Regions from separate parts of the Mus musculus genome. Here regions 2, 3, 4 and 5 are each linked to region 1. The links are chromatin contacts, called in public Hi-C and promoter capture Hi-C maps. All regions are on one chromosome and are shown on one strand. The core of a region is the stretch at or near the end of the contact, and the rest is flanking DNA. Distances in the headings are between cores, read along the strand shown.

Region 1 (3,808 bases), core at 726-3,225:
CCAAGTGCAGTGCACACTCCATTGCATTCAGCCCGCTCTCCCAGTCATCACGGTCTGGTTTCTGAATGAAACATCGGGTCAAGTCATCTACCAATCAACCCAAGCCAGGAAACACCTCACACTGAGCCATCATGCTCTGGGCAAAGGATTGCCCTCAATTTCCTCTAAGCTTTCACCGCAGGATGCTCGACAACTGCCATTTGCCAACAACACAAGGACAGAAGCCTCAGTGCACCATCATTTCCTGAATAAAGTCTAACCGCTCATTTAGGGCACCCCTAGGATCTACTTACCTTTATATCCTGCAGGAAGATTCGGCCACCTCGCTGGTTCTGCAGCTTCATCAGTTTCTCGGCATGCTCCCTCTCCTCATGAGATTGGTGGAGAAAGTATTTGGCAAAGTTCTTCAGAGCCACATCATCTCGGTCAAAATAACAAGACTGAAAGTGGAAAGGGTACATGTTACTGATCTCCACTGCAAGGCACCGCAATGGCTGTATGCAAAGGCTGTGAGCCATCCTACTCGGCCTTTTAAAAGTTCAGTAAGGATGGGAAGGCAAACCTTGGGACTTGGCTTTATCAAGTGTTCTACGGCTCGGTATTAGTGCAGAGAAAAAAATTTAAGCCAAGCCCAAATCTACTTGTCTAAGAGGTAGGGTGCTAGAGTATCCTGCATTGGGAGGCCATTTTTCTCCTCCTTCACCAATCATGTAAAAAGTAGCTAACACAAGGTCACAAGGCTTCCAGCTCTACAAACAACCACTGATTTATAAAATTAATGCATCATGCCCTGTTAACAATTGAGGGCATTGCATTTTAGCACAAATATATTAGGAGAAGCTTTGATTTTCAGTTTTAAGCACTCAGTGTATTCATATTCCAGGAATGACAGCCACAGAAGTTGGACCTGTTTCAAAGTCCAGGCCTTCCCCAAACCTGTTTTTCAGAAACTATTACATGGAAAACTTCCTTGTCCAGCAATTGATAGCAGGCTTTTCCCAACAAGTATGTACCTACCACTTGTTAGTAAGCCACACTCATGCAAAATAAGAAAAATACAGTAACATGATGCCTTGTAAATGCAAGGTCGGGGTGACACTGATAACTACAGAAGGGGAGATTCCTAGCGATAAGTTTCAATGCAAGTGAGGCTCTGTGATAAGCAGAGAGGTGGAGGCGGCTGCTTTGAAGGGGACAAGAGTAAGCTCACAAGAGATAAGCCTCTTTACACCAGGCCCCAAGGCTGCCACTCGACACCATGACCAAGCAGACCCGCCATACTCCAGGAGGAACTGGAGCAGGATGCATAACCAAACAGAGAAGCTTGTAGGCCACGTGATCGGAGGGGACGAGCGTGCAGAAAATGCACCTAACTGCAGGGTTGATTGGCCAGGCTGACAGTCGTACTGCCCTAAGGCTTCAAAAAAAAGTGGTGTAATGACATGCCTGATCTATGCAGGAGCCACAAGGTGCTATGTGCTCAGACTTGCCACGGCAGGGCTGCCTGCCTTAGGAAAGAACCCCGAACAAACTCCATTTTCCAGAAGGGCGCTGGAAGGCGGGGAAGCCCGCAGCAGGCCACGCCCCGACCCACCCTCCGCCGGCTCCCCAAGTGGCCCTGAGGAGGCCGCACTCACCATAGACAGATAGACGTAGGAGGCATACAACTCCAGGTTGATCTGGCGGTTGATGGCAGCCTCCGCGTCCTGGTGGTAGTTCTGGCGCACTTGCGAGGGAGACGCGGTGGTCATGGTGGCGGCGGGGCGAGGCGCGGTGGCGACGCTGGAGCGGCGGAACGACGAAGTTGCAAAGGGCTCAGGCTCGAAGCGGCCGGCGGGGGTCGGAGGGGTCGAGCACCGGGTTCCGTTCAAGCACTGTTGAAGCAGGAAACCGCGGCGACTCTGGGCGAGAACGTCTGGCGCAGGAGGGGACAGCGGGCCGCACTTATAGCGGGATCCTGCGTCAGGCGAGCGCTGGCCAATCAGCGCAGCGGGCCGCGCCGCCCCGCCTCTTCCTGTGGGCGTGTTGCCCAAACCCGCAGGGCGCGGGCGGGGAGGAGCCTGTGTGAGTGTGAGGCGACGCAAGGGGCTCTGAGCTTCTGCAAGAGCGGTGCCTGGCAACAAGCGCGCTGTTTCTGTGGCCCGGGGCGGGCGTAGTTGGATCTAGCCGTACTGCAGAGGCATCTGGGTCCCAGATGGGCACAGAGGGTACCGATGAGGATGATTTTCAATTCTCACAGGATATCCCTAAACTCTAGGCAAAGTGCGTGTTGTTAGTCGTGACATACACCAGACAGCGACTTCGTCTTACAAATAGGAAAATGGAAGCGTGGCGCTGTAAATGGCGAACGACATATAAGTTGGACTGGGAAAGAGCGGCTTTCCCTCCTTCAGAATCTGTGGAGAGAAGCTCAGAGGAGGAGTAGGGGAACTATTGGCGAGGAGGTTAGGGTCTACCCTGTTCTTCTGACTCAAGCAACCCCGGCTTTTTGCTAAGGCAAACATGGCTCTGAGAACAGTTGAAAAAACAAAGGCTAAGAAGGCGCATTTCTCCTTAGAGCAGGACAACAGCCGTCTGTCTATAGGGCAATCCTGGGGCCAAACCATTTAGGTTTCTGAGAAAGCCCCTGGTGATGCTTGAAATTAAGAGACGTCTCTGGATTAGAAAAGTAAAGAAGTGACCTACGTGTGTCTGTTTCAAAATGGTCTCCTTTATCTTTCTCAGTAACCTTTGGGTTTGTCCTTGGAGTGAAGTTGATGCTTGCAGAATGGCAGGTGACAGGTGCAGGAAACTGCAGAGGGACAAGCCAACTGTGTCTATCTTGTAGCTGTGGCCCAGCTTCAAAATGGGTGCGAATTCTTGGATAGCAAGCAGAACTAGAGATTAGCCACTGCGTCTTGCTAGGCCCTGCCATCCACATCCACTTGTGCTCAGCCTTGTCTAGTCTTTAACACAGGTGGAGAACCAGCAGATGCTGTTCATATTCTCAAAACTGGAAGTTGGACTTCGATTTTGTTGTTATTGTTTTGAAGCAAGATTGACAAAGTTACTGGATCAGTAACCCAGACTGGCCAGGGACTCTCTGTGTAAGCCAGGCTGGTTCGTCAGAGAGCTGGGATTATAACCCTCTTCCCCCCTTTTAAGGTACGTCTACTGAAATACATTACTAGTACTTAGTCTTTTAAAACTACACGTTATATATGTTCTTTTCAGGAAAGATTTCAGTGGTAATCTAGCTGCAGGATGCTTCTGGATAAATATCCTGGAGTCAGACTTCAGGACGATGGCCCTAGGAGACTGATGCTGAGCTAAAGTTGATGAACAAATTCCCTTTGGAAAGTGGAGGAGGGAGGTGGGGAAAGGAGTTCTAAGTAGAGGGAATAGCAAATGGGCAGGCATGGGAATGCTTCCCTTGTTCAAGGAACCTTAAGGAAAGTGTGTTTGTTGGCCCGAAAAACGAAGTGCATGTTGGGGAGAGCTGGAAAGAACATAGTCAGACTGGCGAGCCATAAAAAGTCATTAAACTTTACCCTGTAGGTAATATGGATATATCATATCCATTTGATTTTAGGAACATTACTGTAAATCAATACAAAACTGGTAGGAGTCCAGCCTAGTCATTGTCACATGTAGAATGCATGCAATTTTTTTCTAAGGGTAACCACCATCAGAAAAATATGATGGAAGACCAGCAAGAGGGTGATGGTAGTGAGCAAATATTTTCACTTACCTTAGCAGCAGAGACTCAAGTAGCAAGTAATAAGATCACCAATACCACGAAACAAAGCCAAGCAAGTATTGGGGAAAG
Region 2 (3,808 bases), core at 548-3,047, 1.1 Mb after region 1:
AACTGGCTTTGAAAACTAGAGGTAGCAGGGCAAAGCAAAGTCATTGCTTCACATGCGCTTCTCTTCCAATTACTCCTTCACCTCCCTCCACTGAGTGTGCTTCCAGCCTCTTCCTCCAGTTTCGGGAGCCTGGGACAAACCTCCTTGATACATTCACAGAAGTATAACGTACAGAGAACGAGGCCTTTAAATCTCTCTCGAAACCCAGATGACATGGATCCAAAATGCCAGAGGTTTGCAAGGAGGTGAGTGACTTGCCTAAGGTTGCACAGCCGGCCAGTCTGGCTCAAAGCCAGCAGCCTTAGAGCAGTCAAAATTGCCTCCCAAGAGTTTCTTTCCTCTGCCTGGACCTGTGCTCGCTCACGGAGGAAGTGACCCCTACCCCCGCACAGCACCCTGTGGCCGACGCTGCGGCGCCCACCCCTGGGGTAATGCGGTGTACACCAGATCGCCACCGCGGCGAGGCAGACTCACCGGCCTCTCGCTGCCCAGGCAATATACAGAAGGCAGTTCCGGCTGCCGAGGAAGCCCCGCCCAACTGTCAATCGCCTACAGGGGCTGAGCCTTGCATAGAGGGCAGAGCCTGTAAAATGCTTTGCTCCCCAGTGTCTCTGCCCATTACACTTTAGTTAAGTGACCAAAGGACCCATTATAATCTCCAACGCAGTCTGGGACTCCTTGGTCCTCCTTTCCAGGCCTCAACCACAACCCTCTGCCCATACCTTTACCACCTGTCTTTTCAGTGTGATTGAATGGAGGTGTGAAATAAATGCTGATTTTGTTTTGTTTTGTTTTGTTTGTTTGTTTTTTGTAAATTCAGTAGAGTTCCTTGGGCCTGTAGGAGTCCAACTGGAGCTCAGAGAGCCTTGCACCCTGCCAGAATCTGAATCTTGTGTGTTGTGTGCGCAGATGGTGCCGTCCGCTAGTCAAGCGTGGCGGCATTTCAACCCCTTTCAGTCTCCAGTTTTTATGCTGCGTGATTGACCTTCTGTGACCCACGTGATGCAGCCAACCTCAAAATCCCTACAAAAAACCATGAGACTAGATTTCTGATGGTGGCATCGTCTGGATAACGTCCTCCAGGAGGCAAGGCCAATGCACATCTTTTTGAATAGTAGTAATCCACTCAAATTACATGAAAAATTTCCAATCGATTCCCTATTTCCCCAGTGCCAACTCTTGCCACCCTACTCCCCACTCCGAGAAGCCCACCTGTGTTCACAACATTCACACTAACTCTCGTGGCAAGGTGCCTTACCTCGTCTTTGTCTGATCCTTTGATCTGGTCTCTGCATGTCTCTCTTGCCCCAGCTTCTCTTCTTTGATGTATCATTTCTTTAGCTATCTTCCTGATGGGTTACCTCTGGGTCTCCCAGCTCGCGTCACTCACGTGGTAGAAAGTGGTGATCTAGAAGCTGATCACCTGTAGAGTGTTACATTTTCCTAGCTCTGAAGAACGGTGGGTCACTGAAAGAAACCAAGATTCAGGTGCTAAGTGCTGTGTCAGGGTGGGGGTGGGGGTGGGGGAGCAGCAGCCCAGCTGATGTCAGACTTTCAAATGAGCAGGGTCTTCCGCAGTGGGGACAGACTCTAATGCAGGGGCTGTCACAGGCCCAGACCACCCCATTTGAGAGGGGAGCCTGCTTCTGCCTCAGGCCCTTTGGGGAGCTATCTAGTTTAGACTAAGGACTTGTACAATGGCAGGGGCAGGTAGTGAGAGAGCAGCAGTGAGGGTGTGCACAGGGGATGCAAACAGCAGACTGACTCCCCCACTGTCCAGGCAGTTGGTATGCGCCAGAATCAGCAGCTCCTTCTAGCATCCTTCATCCTTCAGGTACCAGCCATCTGGGCAGAACTTAAGCTGTGGAGACTGAGACCACCCCTCCAAGGATCTCGTCTGAGCATCTCTAGTGACCTTCTCTGCATTAACTGTCAGTGCTACGGATATTTTTAGCTCCAAGTCCTGGCAGGGTGGGGCACCTATCTGAGGCAGGGTTTGGTGCCCCCTCCCCACTGACCCTACATCCCTGGCTGCCGCTGCTGTTACTTCAGGTGAGTAGAAAGCAGCTTTTTTTCTCTTCAGGGCTTGAGGGGGGACAGGTGGCTGATGTGATTTCATCAGGGTGGGGCTCTTTCTGACTGAGGCTTTCATTGCTGGTAACATATTTGGCTCAAAGACTTAAAATCCTTAAATCGTTTGTATAATTTGATGACCAGGACCCAGGGGTTAGGAGAATATTTCATTTTATCTTCTCCATTCTCCCTACTTAAAAAAAAAAAAAAAAAAGAAAGAAAAAAAAACCTGGGATGGCCACTGGAGAATGGGGGCACAATCCCAGGTGTGTGGTTGTGAAGAGCTGAGTGTTTCAGCTGACTGTCTTTACTCCAGGATGAAAGGGGAGACCCCCGTTAACAGCACTATGAGTATTGGTCAAGCACGCAAGATGGTGGAACAGCTTAAGATTGAGGCCAGCTTGTGCCGGATAAAGGTGGGTGCGACCCTGGCTCCCATCAGCCCTTCAGGGCTCAGCTGTGGGTTTGCAATACCCTCCCCTCCCCCCTCCCCCCAAGAAAAGATGCTTCTTTTCTTGACACCCTGAGGTCAGTGGCAGAAACTGGGCTTTGTCAGCAAAGTTGTTCCCGAGGACTGGCGTTGGGGGAGAGGGCTGTCTCAAAGGGCACTAGAAACAAAAAGATAGTCTATTGGAGAAGAGAACTGCAGTCCCTTTCAGGAATTCTGGTTAATGTATCCCTTCCTGGCTGGGTTCCAGGTGTCCAAGGCAGCAGCAGACCTGATGACATACTGTGATGCCCACGCTTGTGAGGACCCCCTCATCACTCCTGTGCCCACTTCCGAGAACCCCTTCCGGGAGAAGAAGTTCTTCTGTGCGCTCCTCTGAAGAGCGGTGGACCTCCTCTGAACTCATCGCCCCCTCCCAGACCCGCCCTTAGATTGGAAATTGTAGTAGATCACTTCTACCCGCATTTACCCGGAGATTATTTGAAGCACAAGGCCCTCCTTACCCATGTCTACCCCATCTCCTCACCCTTTCAGGCTAACTCCAAGCACCTTCTACTCTATCTATAAAGGGACCCCGCTAAACTGCCAAAATCCTGCCTGTTTCCCTCGGTGATCCATCCGTTCAGGCAATGGAGAGGGGGATGCCCGGGTGCTCACCTGGAGCTATGAAAGGTAAAGGCATTTGAAGAATAAAGTCATTCAGAGCCTCAGAGGACAACGTCTGTGTTAGCGTTCTTGGGAAAGAGGATCCTTAATCGATACACTTGCCATATCCAGGGAACAGGGCCAGTCGAGCCCGTTAGACATTGTAAGGATTGGAGATCGCAAAGTATAAGGTGCCCGAGCGCCCCCAGTGGGGGGTTGTTAAAACGAGCGCTCAGAAGCCGCGGAGCATTCACACGAGCGCGCAACGTAAGCGGCGAGAACCACACAAGGGCGAGCAGGGTGGGTTTCCGCAGGCCCAGGGACAGCAGCCCCGGGGGGAGGTGGCCCGAGAGGCCGTGGGGCGGGACAGGGCGACTCGGCGCGGCAGCCAATGCCCAAGATGGCGGCTGCCTGTTCGTACCCGCATGGAGGCACGCGCCGAGGGTGCTCTTAAAATGGCGGTCCCCAGCGTTCCCAATAGGGAACGATCCCTTATGCGATCCTCTGGTCTTAAAATGGCTGCCCCTGCCCTCTCAAAGTCAGAGTCAGGTTCTCTGTCCCATAGAATCTGGAACTAGACATGCTTTGGAGACCAATCACGGGGAGTGGGGATGGGGAGACACCTAAAGCAGTCATGGGTTC
Region 3 (3,808 bases), core at 410-2,909, 1.1 Mb after region 1:
GGTAGCAGTGCACGCCTTTATTCTCAGTGTTCAGAAGGCAGAGACAGGTAAATCTCAAGTTTGAGGCCAGCCTGGTCTACAGAGCCAGTTCCAGGACAGTCAGGGATAGAGACTCTTGGCTTGAAGAAAAAAAAAAAAACAGAACAAAGCCAAAAAAAAAAAAAAAAAAGTGTAGTTTAAAGGTAGAGCACAATATATCATGCATAGACCCTTGTGGGTTTTTCTTTCTTTCTTTCTTTTTTTTTTTTTTTGGTTTTTCTGTTTAGCCCTGGCTGTCCTGGAGCTCACCTTGTAGACCAGGCTGGCCTCGAACTCAGAAATCCGCCTGCCTCTGCCTCCGAGTGCTGGGATTAAAGGCGTGCACCACCACGCCCAGCGTGGGTTTTTCTTATTGTTGTTGTTGGTTTTGTTTTTAAAGAAAGGGCATAGTGATGCATATCTATAATCCCTGCATTTGCAAAGGAGAGGCAAGAGAGTTGGGATTTCAGGGGAATCTGCAGCCACACAGGAGTTTGAGACCAGTCCTGAGCTATGTGAGATGTTTCCTGGTGACTTGCAGCACACCCTCAAAACCGGAAAGGTCAGGTTCTATGATCAGACTTGTTTGTATTTGAGAGGAAGGAAGATGACCCATGACCCTTGGTAAAGTGTGTCACTGGGCTATGGTGGCCCAGGCCTGTAATCCCAGCACTAGAAGAATGTGGCTTCGAATTTAGCCTAGGCCGCATACGGGGTTCCAGCGCAGCCTGAGGTACACAGCTGGACTGCGTCTCAAAAAAATAATGCAAGGCACAGTGAAGGCCACATCTCAGCACTCTGGAGGCGGAGGCAGGAGGATCCGGAGTTCAGCCTGGGCAAGAGTTAGGCAGACTCCAAACAAAACACACACACACACACACACACTGAACTTGCCAGTCACCTCTTGGTCTGTTCTTGTCTCTCCTCTTCAGTCAAAATGGGTCTGCTTTCTCCAGCAGCAGACCCAGAGCCTGCAAACAAGCAACCAGGATTAGTATTTAGAATAAGATCATTCTGATTTTCTCGGGGCCCTTTCAAGGTCTCTAGAATCACAAGATGTCTCCCAGTCAGGACCTTCAGGGCCAACTTGCTCTGAGGGCGTGGGTTCTCGTCCCAGGACATGGCTGAGGGGAGTCTCCAGAGGCTCATCCACATCGGGGTCGTCTTCATGCTCCATCAGCCTGCGCGGAGAAAGTAGGCAGGGGTTGGTTAGCCTGGAGGCCACCTTGCCCAGCGGCTCCCAAACTCCCGCCACCCGTGCGGGTCGCCCGCTCACCAATCCATCGCAGCCTCGATGCCCTGGTTCCCTGTGAGGGCCAGAGCCTTCTCCCTGGGGGCAGAAACACCGTGAATAGCGCCCACCAGCCATGGTGACAGTCAGGCCGGCCAGGCCCGCGGCCTCCCACCACCGGCTAGGGGGAGGCTCCCTTACGCGCGTCCCCTGGGAAAGCCCATCTCGATGAGGCTCTCCAGAGCCGTCAGCTCCGCCATGGCGCCCGCCTCCGCCTCCGCGGGGACCTGCGGGGACCAGAAGGAAGACCGCAAGGGTCAGCCCGGGGCGACTCCGCCCGCGACGCCGCCCTCCCGGCGCTCGCTAACTCACGGGGCGGGAGACCCAGGGACGAGGGGGGAGTAGACAGTGAGTGGGGAGAGCGGAGGGGAAGCGGAAGTGCCCGGTCTGTTTGTGTCACGTGGAGGCAGGGTGGACGGGTGCCGAAGAGAGCCAGAAATGTCCTTCCTGGTGGGCGGGGACTTTGAGGAGGGACAACTGACAGGAAGGAGACCCACCCACGGGGAAGAAGCTCCAGACAGGCTTGAGCCGGTTTGCAGGCTTTTAGGATTCTAAAAGAGAGCCTGGCTATGGATCGGCGGGTAAAAGCACCTGCCTTCAAGCCTAATTATGTGAGTTCGATTCCTAAGACCCACGAGGTTGAGCACAGAGGAAAAAGGATTCCTGTTAGTTGTCCTCTGACCTAAGCACACGAGTCGGGGCGTTCATGATAAACAGTAAAAGTTTATCTCTCTCTCCCTCTCTTTCTGTCTTTCTCTCTCTTTCTTTCCTTTTGGTGTTTTGAGACAGGATTTCTCTGCATAGTCCTGGCTGTCCTGGAACTCGCGCTGTAGACCAGGCTGGCCTGCAATCCAATGAGATCCACTTGCCTCTGCCTCCGGAGCGCAGTACTGGGATCAGAGTGTGTCGCCACCACCTCCTTGCATTTTTTAATTTTCCGTTTTCTCTTTTACTTCTCTTTCTGTCTTTTGGCACCAAGACCAGACAGGCCTCAAACTCAGAAAAATCTGCCTGCCTCAGTCTTCCAAGTGCCAGGACTAAAGTTGTGTGCCACCACACCCATCGGTGATGTATGTAAAAGAAGTTGGGAGGAGAATAACTCTTATATATATTATTAGTAAGTTATTTATCAGAGTCTAGGGAGTAGGTCTAGTGGTGATTTGGTCTAGCATGCTTGAGTCTATGTTCATCATCATTGTTATCACTGTCTTTGTTTTTTGAGACAAGATCTCATTATGAAGCCTTGGCTGTTCTGGAACTTTCTAAATGGATCTGGCTTTAGAGACTGATCTCAAACTCAAATATCAGTCTGCCTCTGCCATCCAGAGTGCAGGGATCAAAGGCCAGAAACATCTTGCCCAGCTATCTTTTTTTTTTTTTTTTTTTTTTTTTTTTTTTTCGTTTTTGGTTTTTCGAGACAGGGTTTCTCTGTGTAGCCCTGGCTGTCCTGGAACTCACTTTGTAGATGAGGCTGGCCTCGAACTCAGAAATCCACCTGCCTCTGCCTCCTGAGTGATGGGATTAAAGGGGTGTCTCACCACGCCTGGCTTGCCCAGCTATCTTAAAACCTTTCTTTTTTTAAAAAAAGATTTATATTTATTCCATGTAAGTACACTGTAGCTATTTTCAGACACACCAGAAGAGGGCATCAGGTCTCATTGCATATGTTTGCGAGCCACCATATGGTTGCTGGGATTTGAACTCGGGACCTTCGGAAGAGCAGCCAGTGCTCTTAACCACTGAGCCGCCCTTAAATTAAATCTTGATTTCAGAATACCCTGGTCTCTATGAGACCTCAAAAACCCAAATCTTAGGCCTTTGAGATGGTTCAGTTGGTAAGACACCTGAGCTGGATCTCTGCAACCCTCGTTGGAAGACGAGAACCTGCTTCTCCACGTAGTACTTTTGTCCCCTGACGCTTAACCAACAAGGATGACATGCAGGCTCCACTTCCATCATACGTCAATAAATGTGATCATAACTAAAAGGAAAAATGAGGCTGGATGTGGTAGTGCACACCTTTGATCCCAGTACTTGGGTGACAAAGGCAGTTGAACTCTGAGCTCAAGGCCGTATGGTCTACAGAGGGAATTCCAGGACAGTCAGATTCACATAGTAAGACCCTGTCTCCCATCTATCCCCTCTCCCAAAACAACTTTTGAAATCAAGGTGTACAGCAGTGTTTATCAGGAGCCATAGATAATTCATACTTGGACCTGCTCACACTGTTGAAGGGGATCTATTGCCAAAGGGATCTTGGTGCACGGTTTTAGTTTGAGAGCAGGATAAGTGATAGTGACAGTGATACTTGGCTGGACAGTATGTACGTGCTAGTGTTGCTGTGCAATGTCTTGTCCAGCTACTCTGTACATGATATAAAACAGGCCTTGGTCCTCTGGGCTTGCAGTACCGGCTCTCTGCCCAAAATGTCCTGACTCTTCCCTCACCTTAGGTAGCTCTATAGCATTTCTCATTTCTTTAGACTACCGAGCTTTGATC
Region 4 (3,808 bases), core at 610-3,109, 1.1 Mb before region 1:
TAGGAGAGTAACAATTATAGAGAACAGGGTCATGAACCTGAGAGGGAGTGTGGGGAACTTCAAAGGAATTGGAGGGCACAAGGTAGAAATGATATAAATATAGTATTCATGTATGAAAAATAAAATAAATTTAAAACAGAATACAATGCTCTTCAGTGACGCTTGCAATAATGTCTTTTAATCAAAGTACTTCCAAAATTTTTCTTTTAAATAAAAGAGAGGGGAGGGGAGATCACAGTGTATAGATATGCATACTTTTCTCTTGTTCTGTCTTTTTTTACACTGGCTTCACTTGTGAACCTAGTGTTGGGGGAGGCAAAAATATTTCGCCTCCCCACCCTCACAACTGCTAAAAACTAATTCTCTTCTTACTAAATTTTTATTTTGGAAAATAGGGTTTTTTTTTTTCACTAAAGATGCTTATTTCTGCTGACATGAAATGTATAGCTTTAGCCTAACAACTAACAAATACATCTTAGTCATCTCTGCTTTCATTTATTCAGTGGTAAATATCAAAAAACGGAATCCTTATAAGCTCTTTCAGAGTCTTTAGTTGATTTCCTCCAAGTGCAAAGATGTCCCGAGTTCCTTGAGTTAGAATACACTCACCCTCTCAGAGCCCTAGGACACAGAGAATGGGTCTCCATTCTGGAGCCTCACAACCCAGTCTAAAAGCCCTTCACTCCTCCTCCTCAGAGGCAAGGGACCAAGATCAATGTTGAGTGACAGCTCTCTTGACCTGCCAGTCAACTTGATAACCTCCACCTATCTTCATTGTTGTGTTTTGTTTTGTTTTTTATTGCTCTGAAGAGACATATGACCAAGGCCACTGATTTTAATTAATTAACTTATTTATTAATTAATTAATTTGGAGGCCCACAGTTTCAGAGAGTTACAGTCTGCAATCATCATAATGGGAAGCAGGGCATCAAGCAGGCCGGCATGGCACTGGAGCGGTAGTTAAGAGTGTACTTCCTGCGGAGGAAGAAGAGAGGGGATCGGGGGAAGGGAGAGAGGGAATAAGAGAGAGAATGTGCACAGTGGGACACACCTCCTCCAGCAAAGCTACACCCCCTAATTCTTCCCAAACAGTTCCCAACCAGGAACCAAGCTTTTAATTTATGAGGTGGGGGGGTCTCACTCAAAGGACCACACCCTATGGAGAGCGGGGCCTTCTGTCTCTGCTGGGGATTGCCTCCTCTTCCTTATATTTCCATGTCACCTCTATTACTCCCAATCTGACCAGTCAGCTGGCTGTGCCAGCAGTGACTGCTTCCCTGTCACTACACAAGATCTTTCACAGACACTCTATGGGCTTTTTAGCAACGATAACAAGGTGGCACCAACAGGAGAGCTCATTAAACCTATTGTCCCTTGGTTCTGGAGGCAGGAAGTCTGAGTTCAGGGTGTCAGCAAGGCTCCATCCTTCAGGAGGACTGGGAGGAGAGTCTCCTCCAGGCTTCTCCTAGCCTCTGGCTTCTGGCAGTATAATAGTGAACTCTCCTTGTATTCACATCTGCTAATTCTTTAACCTACAACCCACGATGAAAATGCAAACACAGGAGATACACGCTTGAGTGTAATCCTGTGTCCTGCCTGAAACCACATCCTAGAGAGCCCTGAAGAATATCCACTGACCCATGTACTTGTGTTACTCTTACCAAAAAAAAAAAAAAAAAAAAATCAGCATTTGCTTTAAATCATTGAAATATCATATTATGTCTGCTTATTTCCATAGCCAAGGATGAAGCAGTTGTCTCAGGCAACACTGTACTGTGTTCCAAGCAAGGAATTTCCCAAGTGGGAAAAGGCTCTTGGGCTGTGTTTGCAGATCTTCCTGTTTGTTTGTGGGATAGGCCAACTAATTGTGTAAACTTCTCTCAGACTCGGGGTTTTTCAGTCCACTCCTGTTTAGCAAATAGTGCCCCAAAGCAATTCAAAGGGAAAGTGAAACTGACATTCTCAAACTTTATATAAAAAACCAAAGAGAAGATCAGCAGGAGTCTAGCAGACAACCTGAGCTGCAAGATGTCTCCCGTAAGTACCTCTTGATCTGTAAGGGGAAATCTATAGTGGGTAAGAAGGCCCATGGAAGGCCTCATCCCAGCTTACTGGAGAGAATGAGTGTCACCTTCTGTCTTTGAAAGCTTGCATTTAGTTTGTTATTATTTCTAAGTCTGTTTTTCCAGGAAGATATAGTTCTTGTGGGGTGGGTATCTCCTGTCTGACACCACAGAACTCAATTCTAAGCCTGGGATGTAGAGAGGAGACAGCACTAGGTAGGCATATGAAGGGCCAGCCAGGCGCTGCGGGAAATACACACACACACACACACACACACACACACACACACACACGCACACGGAAATATCTGGAAAGGACAAAGCAAAGGACTTAAGCGTAAGTTTCTCCTGGGTCCTCCTGTGTAAGTTCTTTCTGATTTTCTCCTCAGTTGTGGATCACTTCACTGACTTTTTCTCAACGTGCAGAGGCCTTAATTCCTTCCCCTTTTAAAATAGCTCTGTTCCAGCCCAGCAGACTTTTTAATGATCTAGCTTTCTCTAAAAGCTCAGAACAATGGCAGGAGTCTGTACCCTCTTCTGAAGATGAGGCACCCTGTATGTAGTTAGAATCTTCCTCTGCCCTAGAAAAAAACATTTGATACAGGCCCTGCTCTCTCCATGTTAGCTTTGCCTTCCCCCTCTAGCCTTTAACCATCTCACTTTTCTGACTGTTCTTGTCCATGACCTCACATCCTACTCTTACCCAGAGGAGCCTCTCTGTTTTGCTCCAGACTGCACCTAGAATTGTCAGGGTCAGAGTCCAGGCTCAAGCAATCCAGATTCATCTACCCAGTCCTTAATGGGCCAACTAAACAAATAAGAGTGGAAGGTAGAAAAAAATGAATTCATTGTGACTTCATTGAGAAGCAGAGCAAAGGGGTCCAGTGACTTGGCCCCACCTGGGCTTATCACTCAGTTTCTAACATGGAGTTTAAATAAAGAGCCAGAGGTATGCAAAGCGAAGAATTTCTTTTTTTTTTTTTTAATTTTTATTTTATTTTAATTAGGTATTTTCTTCATTTACACTTCCAATGCTATTCCAAAAGTCCCCCATACCCTCCCCCCCACACTCCCCTACCCACCCACTCCCTCTTCTTGGCCCTGGCGTTCCCCTGCACTGAGGCATATGAAGTTTGCAAGACCAATGGGCCTCTCTTTCTACTGATGGCCGACTAGGCCATCTTCTGATGCATATGCAGCTAGAGACATGAGCTCCGGGGGGGGGTACTGGTTAGTTCATATTGTTGTTCCACCTATAGGGTTGCAGACCTCTTTAGCTCCTTGGGTACTTTCTCTAGCTCCTCCATTGGGAGCCCTGTGATCCATCCAATAGCTGACTGTGAGCATCCACTTCTGTGTTTGCTAGGCCCCGGCATAGCCTCACAAGAGACAGCTACATCTGGGTCCTTTCAGCAAAATCTTGCTAGTGTGTACAATGGTGTCAACATTTGGAAGCTGATTATGGGATGGATCCCCGGGTATGGCAGTCTCTAGATGGTCCATCCTTTTGTCTCAGCTCCAAACTTTGTCTCTGTAACTCCTTCCATGGGTGTTTTTCCTAATCAAGTTGTGGTCTTACTCACCTTCACTGCCTCAGCTCCAGACCCTTCTGCAAAGTAGTCAGACTGTGGGCAGTCTCTTTCTGGAAGGTAACAGGCTCCCAGCCTTTTCCTTCTCCCAGTACAAAACACACCCTTAAGGCTTCCTGCCTCTCTCTGAGGAAATACCAAGGAGCTTACCTCAGC
Region 5 (3,808 bases), core at 778-3,277, 1.1 Mb after region 1:
AAGGAAGGAAAGAAGGAAGGAAGGAAGGATTTGACTAAACCTGCTTAGCCCTGTTTTCTAAATTTAATCAGAAATTTTTGGGGTTTTGTTTGTTTGTTGGTTTTGTTGTTGAGTATTTGTGTGTGTGTGTTAGCTTTGAGACAGTCTAACCAAAAGATTCCTAAGAAGAGTTCATTCAATGGCAAGCTCAAATTTTCTTTCACACTTAATTGTCGTTAAAGTTTTGCAATAACTCGGTAATCTACTTCCTAATACTCCTTTGTCTATTTTTAAAGGAAAAAGACATTTTCCCACAAACCTGACTAAAGATGCGGATCACTTTTCATAACATTTGGCAAGCTCTAGTTTAAGCATCACCCCATACTTCAGTGCCTCCCCAGATTCATCATTAACCCTCTTCCTGTTCAATACAGAGCTCCTGAGTGTACCAGAGCCGTACCTGGCGTAGGTGGGGGTAATGACATAGATAGTAGGCAGGGCCTCAGGTTCAGGGGGCTGGGCTGGGACAGGGGGTGGGCGACGGAGATCAGCTTGCAACTGGGATATCCTCAGGTCCTTCTGCCGAAGCTGCTCAGCTGCAGCTCGAAGCGGAGGGAGGCAGTCGCAAGGCTGGCCTGGTACCAGGAAGCACCAACAGGGTGAGCAAGTTGTGACAGAGAACCACAGGATAGTAAGTAGTTCAAAAACCCAGGCCAATTCTTTTTAATTCCTAGCCAATACAGAAATTCCCTTGTAACTTGCTTTTTTTTTTTTTTTTAGAATGGTGTCAGAGACTCTTCACCTTTCACTGTTACTGTGTTACTGTTTTAAGGTAGGTCTTGCTATAATGGCTCCAAGCTGACTGACCTCAGACCTTTAACCCACTGACCTGTTTCCCAAACGGTGTGCCACAACATTCAACTCTTCAATTTTAACCAGTTCCATCTGTCACTCTATTTTTCTTTGCTGGGGCTCCAACCCAGGGCCTTACACTTGTGAGTGTTCTACCACTGTGCTACACCCTCAGCCCTGCCACTATTTTCACTAGTACATTTCGACGATTATCTGTCAGCCTTTCTGTCCTTTCTACCTTCTGATCCTAATTTTACCTTCCACACATAAGGAATATAACAGTCTGAACTAGAGGCTCTCCTGTAATGGCACTACCTGAAAAGCGTTTACCAAGCTCCCACATAAAAGGCTGGATTCAAGGCGCTCCGTGGTCACGTGACCACTGACTTGTCAGTAAGTTCACAGATTCCATTACACGACAAATATTTATTGAATAAAAGGGGGGGGCAGTCCCTACTCCCTAGCTACTTTAGTGGAAGAGGTAGACACTAATAAAGTCATTACAAATTGTGATATGGGCCACTTAGAAAATTAAAAGAGATCAAGACTAATAAGGGTTACTTGAGCTAAGGTGGTCAGGGAAGTCCTGATGTGACATCTGGCCTAAAACCAGGATGAGAAATAGATGGCCTGGAGGTGGGGAGAGCACAGCTGGTCAAAAGCTGGAGGGGACAATGAACCAGGGGGTTCTCAAAAACCTATCAGCAAGCCGGTCTGAGAGGCAGAGCAAGGGGAGGGTGGAAAATAGGTTGCTTGGCGGCGGCGGGGTCATTTGGGGCTTGACCGGTATCCGCGGAGTTGCAGACTGCCGAGAGTTCTACACAAGGGGTCACCGAGGGCTGTCCCGAGGGCTGAGCGAGCGGGAAGCCGCTGTCTGCGGGTCTCATCCCCAGCGCCTTGGGCCGGCCCTCCGCACACCGCCCCGCCCCGCCCCGCTCACCGAGCTGCACCAGAGCGTAGAGGAGGCCGGCGATCGACACCAGGAAGTAGGCAAGAAACACGTTCTTCAGCTTCAGCTTCATGGCCGGTGCCACCGGGGCAGGCGGGGTCCACCGGGACCGGCAGGGACAGGTCCGCCCGGCCCTCCGCCCTCCCGCCGGCCCCGCCCCGGCCGCCCGGGCCGCGCCCCGCCTTCCCCAGGCTCCCTTACTAGTTCCCGGGAACGCGGGACTCTGAGCGACACCTGGGACCACTTCCGGCTAGTGGCGTCCCTCCCACAGGCAGCTTCCGGTCCCGCCTCCTGGTAGGCCATTCAGGGCGTTGACGCTATATCCGCTGGGTCAAGCGGTCGTGGCAGGCTGACCAAGAGCTTGTGTGGCCTAGCTCTATAATCATCTTGAAGCTCCCAATTGAGCACAAGCTCCACCCTTGTCACTGAGTTTTCTAGACTCACTCAACCATCCTTCAGCCTCAGCATTGGCTGCTTAAAGAAACGGTTGTTCATTACTTGTTCAACCAATGAGTGAAATCTAAAACGCACCAGGTGCTTGGCTAGGTCGTTTCCAGTGATTCTCAATCTTCCTAATACTGGGACCCTCTAATACAGTTCCTCATGATTTGGCATCCTCCCCATCATAAAATTCATTTTGTTGCTACTTCAAAACTGTAATTTTGCCGTTAGGAGTTGTGATGTAAATGTTTTCTAATGGCATTCCTGCTGGTCCCTCCTGCTTTGTGCTGATTGTCCTGGTTGTCTGTTAGGTTGTGCCACCGCTGCTTCGTGTTCGCTATCCCTACTCTACCGAACTGAACTGCTGATAGATTCATGAAATGTCTGAGTGGATCAAGCTGCCACTGCTAGCCTGTGAAGTGAACTGCAGATTTCCAGACAACAGACAAAAGCTACTCCAAAGAATCTTTCTAAACATGTCCACATCCCCCGTATCTTTCATTTTCCACAACCTCTGGTGGGTGGTGGACTACAAGGGAGGTTAAAGTGTTTAAGAATCATCATTAAAAATAGGATTTGAAAACAGTTACACATGTTCGTGAGGACCAGAGGACTTTGGAGTTTTAGCCTTGGGACCTCAGGTTTGGTGCTCTAACTGTTGAACCATCTCATCAGCCTTCCAATTTTAGGCCAAAATTATGTCATTACCATGGGACAATTTTTAAAAGTTCCTTCTAGATTTTCCGCTCCACGAGCTGTAGTTTCTTCAGGGTCACCTCTCTTCAGCAAGTGACTACAGAGCTAAAAGTGGGTACCAAGTCTACACTACAACAATGATACTTTATTCACGGATATGTAACAATTTACATATTTAGTCCAGGAAGTAGCTTGTCTAATATGCAGTTTTTCTTTGTCCCACCCCTACCCCCAAACCCCCATCCCCGCCCAAAACAAGGTTTCAGTTTCTCTATTTAACCACCCTGACTGTTCTGGAACTCACTTTGCTAGCTAGGCAAACTCAAGAGATCTGTCTACCTCTGCTGGGATTTAAGGGGCATACACCACCACTGGCCAGCATGTGCACTAGTTTCTATCACCAAAAAAACCTGGGGTAGTGGTACATGTCCGCAATTCCTGGACAACATTGAAAGTGGAGGTAAACTCCACTATATCTCAAGATGGTCAGCATGGCAATGGTGGCACACGCCTTTAATCTCAGCACTTGGGAGGCAGAGGCAGGTAGATTTCAGAGTTCTAGCTTGGTCTACAGAGTGAGTTCCAGGACAGCCAGAGCTATACAGAGAAACCCTGTCTCAAAAAAGAAAGAAAGGAAGAAAGGAAGAAAGGAAGAAAGGAAGAAAGGAAGAAAGGAAGAAAGGAAGAAAGGAAGAAAGGAAGAAAGGAAGAAAGAAAGAAAGAAAGAAAGAAAGAAAGAAAGAAAGAAAGAAAGAAAGAAAGAAAGAAAGGAAGAAAGGGAAAGGGAGAAAAGAAATATAGTCAGCCTAGGCTACCTGGAACCCTGTCCTATTACACAAACTGTTTCTCTTTGCTGAACAATAAATAGTTTCAACATATATTCAATAAAAA

The links. Promoter capture Hi-C pulls out the DNA fragments that hold promoters and counts their contacts. Hi-C and Micro-C count contacts between places; a contact is called where the count stands out from the background.
Region 2: a promoter capture Hi-C map of pre-B cells shows a contact between it and region 1, with 2.6 times the contacts expected there. A contact is called at or near these places in 17 of 39 promoter capture datasets (the 3T3-L1 cell line, 3T3-L1-derived adipocytes, the C10 cell line and 12 more), 1 of 484 Hi-C or Micro-C datasets (B cells), 8 of 130 datasets of targeted methods (the 230-238 cell line, the NIH/3T3 cell line, T-cell acute lymphoblastic leukemia and 5 more) and 2 of 9 other capture datasets (adipose tissue and embryonic stem cells).
Region 3: a contact with region 1 is called in a Hi-C map of B cells, with 9 read pairs. A contact is called at or near these places in 3 of 39 promoter capture datasets (the 3T3-L1 cell line, cranial neural crest and embryonic stem cells), 1 of 484 Hi-C or Micro-C datasets (B cells), 10 of 130 datasets of targeted methods (the NIH/3T3 cell line, acute myeloid leukemia, astrocytes and 4 more) and 2 of 9 other capture datasets (embryonic stem cells and macrophages).
Region 4: a contact with region 1 is called in a promoter capture Hi-C map of liver, with 2.2 times the contacts expected there. A contact is called at or near these places in 3 of 39 promoter capture datasets (frontonasal cranial neural crest and liver) and 1 of 130 datasets of targeted methods (pancreatic cancer cells).
Region 5: a Hi-C map of the 63-12 cell line shows a contact between it and region 1, with 5 times the contacts expected there. A contact is called at or near these places in 2 of 39 promoter capture datasets (the 3T3-L1 cell line and cranial neural crest), 1 of 484 Hi-C or Micro-C datasets (the 63-12 cell line) and 4 of 130 datasets of targeted methods (astrocytes, large pre-B cells, pancreatic cancer cells and 1 more).

The regions. Positions count from the first base shown.
Region 1 is chr19:9,980,813-9,984,620 of GRCm38.p6, reverse strand. Fth1 (ferritin heavy polypeptide 1) reads right to left here and starts at 1,975. Exons shown (of 4, transcript NM_010239.2): 1 at 1,638-1,975; 2 at 294-440; 3 at 1-61. The coding sequence starts at 1,751.
Region 2 is chr19:8,837,235-8,841,042 of GRCm38.p6, reverse strand. Gng3 (guanine nucleotide binding protein (G protein), gamma 3) reads left to right here and starts at 1,797. Exons shown (of 3, transcript NM_010316.3): 1 at 1,797-2,052; 2 at 2,390-2,489; 3 at 2,772-3,808. The coding sequence starts at 2,391. The coding sequence ends at 2,900. Bscl2 (Berardinelli-Seip congenital lipodystrophy 2 (seipin)) reads right to left here and starts at 3,576. Exons shown (of 12, transcript NM_001136064.3): 1 at 3,179-3,576; 2 at 1,259-1,467. The coding sequence starts at 1,333.
Region 3 is chr19:8,869,399-8,873,206 of GRCm38.p6, reverse strand. Ubxn1 (UBX domain protein 1) reads right to left here and starts at 1,659. Exons shown (of 9, transcript NM_001362044.1): 1 at 1,451-1,659; 2 at 1,295-1,348; 3 at 1,093-1,199; 4 at 920-989. The coding sequence starts at 1,509.
Region 4 is chr19:11,048,617-11,052,424 of GRCm38.p6, reverse strand. It overlaps AW112010 (expressed sequence AW112010), which reads left to right and starts at 1,859. Exons shown (of 3, transcript NR_102366.1): 1 at 1,859-2,037.
Region 5 is chr19:8,918,612-8,922,419 of GRCm38.p6, reverse strand. It overlaps B3gat3 (beta-1,3-glucuronyltransferase 3 (glucuronosyltransferase I)), which reads right to left and starts at 2,027. Exons shown (of 5, transcript NM_024256.2): 1 at 1,772-2,027; 2 at 440-614. The coding sequence starts at 1,853. It overlaps Gm36629 (a long non-coding RNA gene), which reads left to right and starts at 578. Exons shown (of 3, transcript XR_003952913.1): 1 at 578-670; 2 at 760-811; 3 at 1,103-3,808.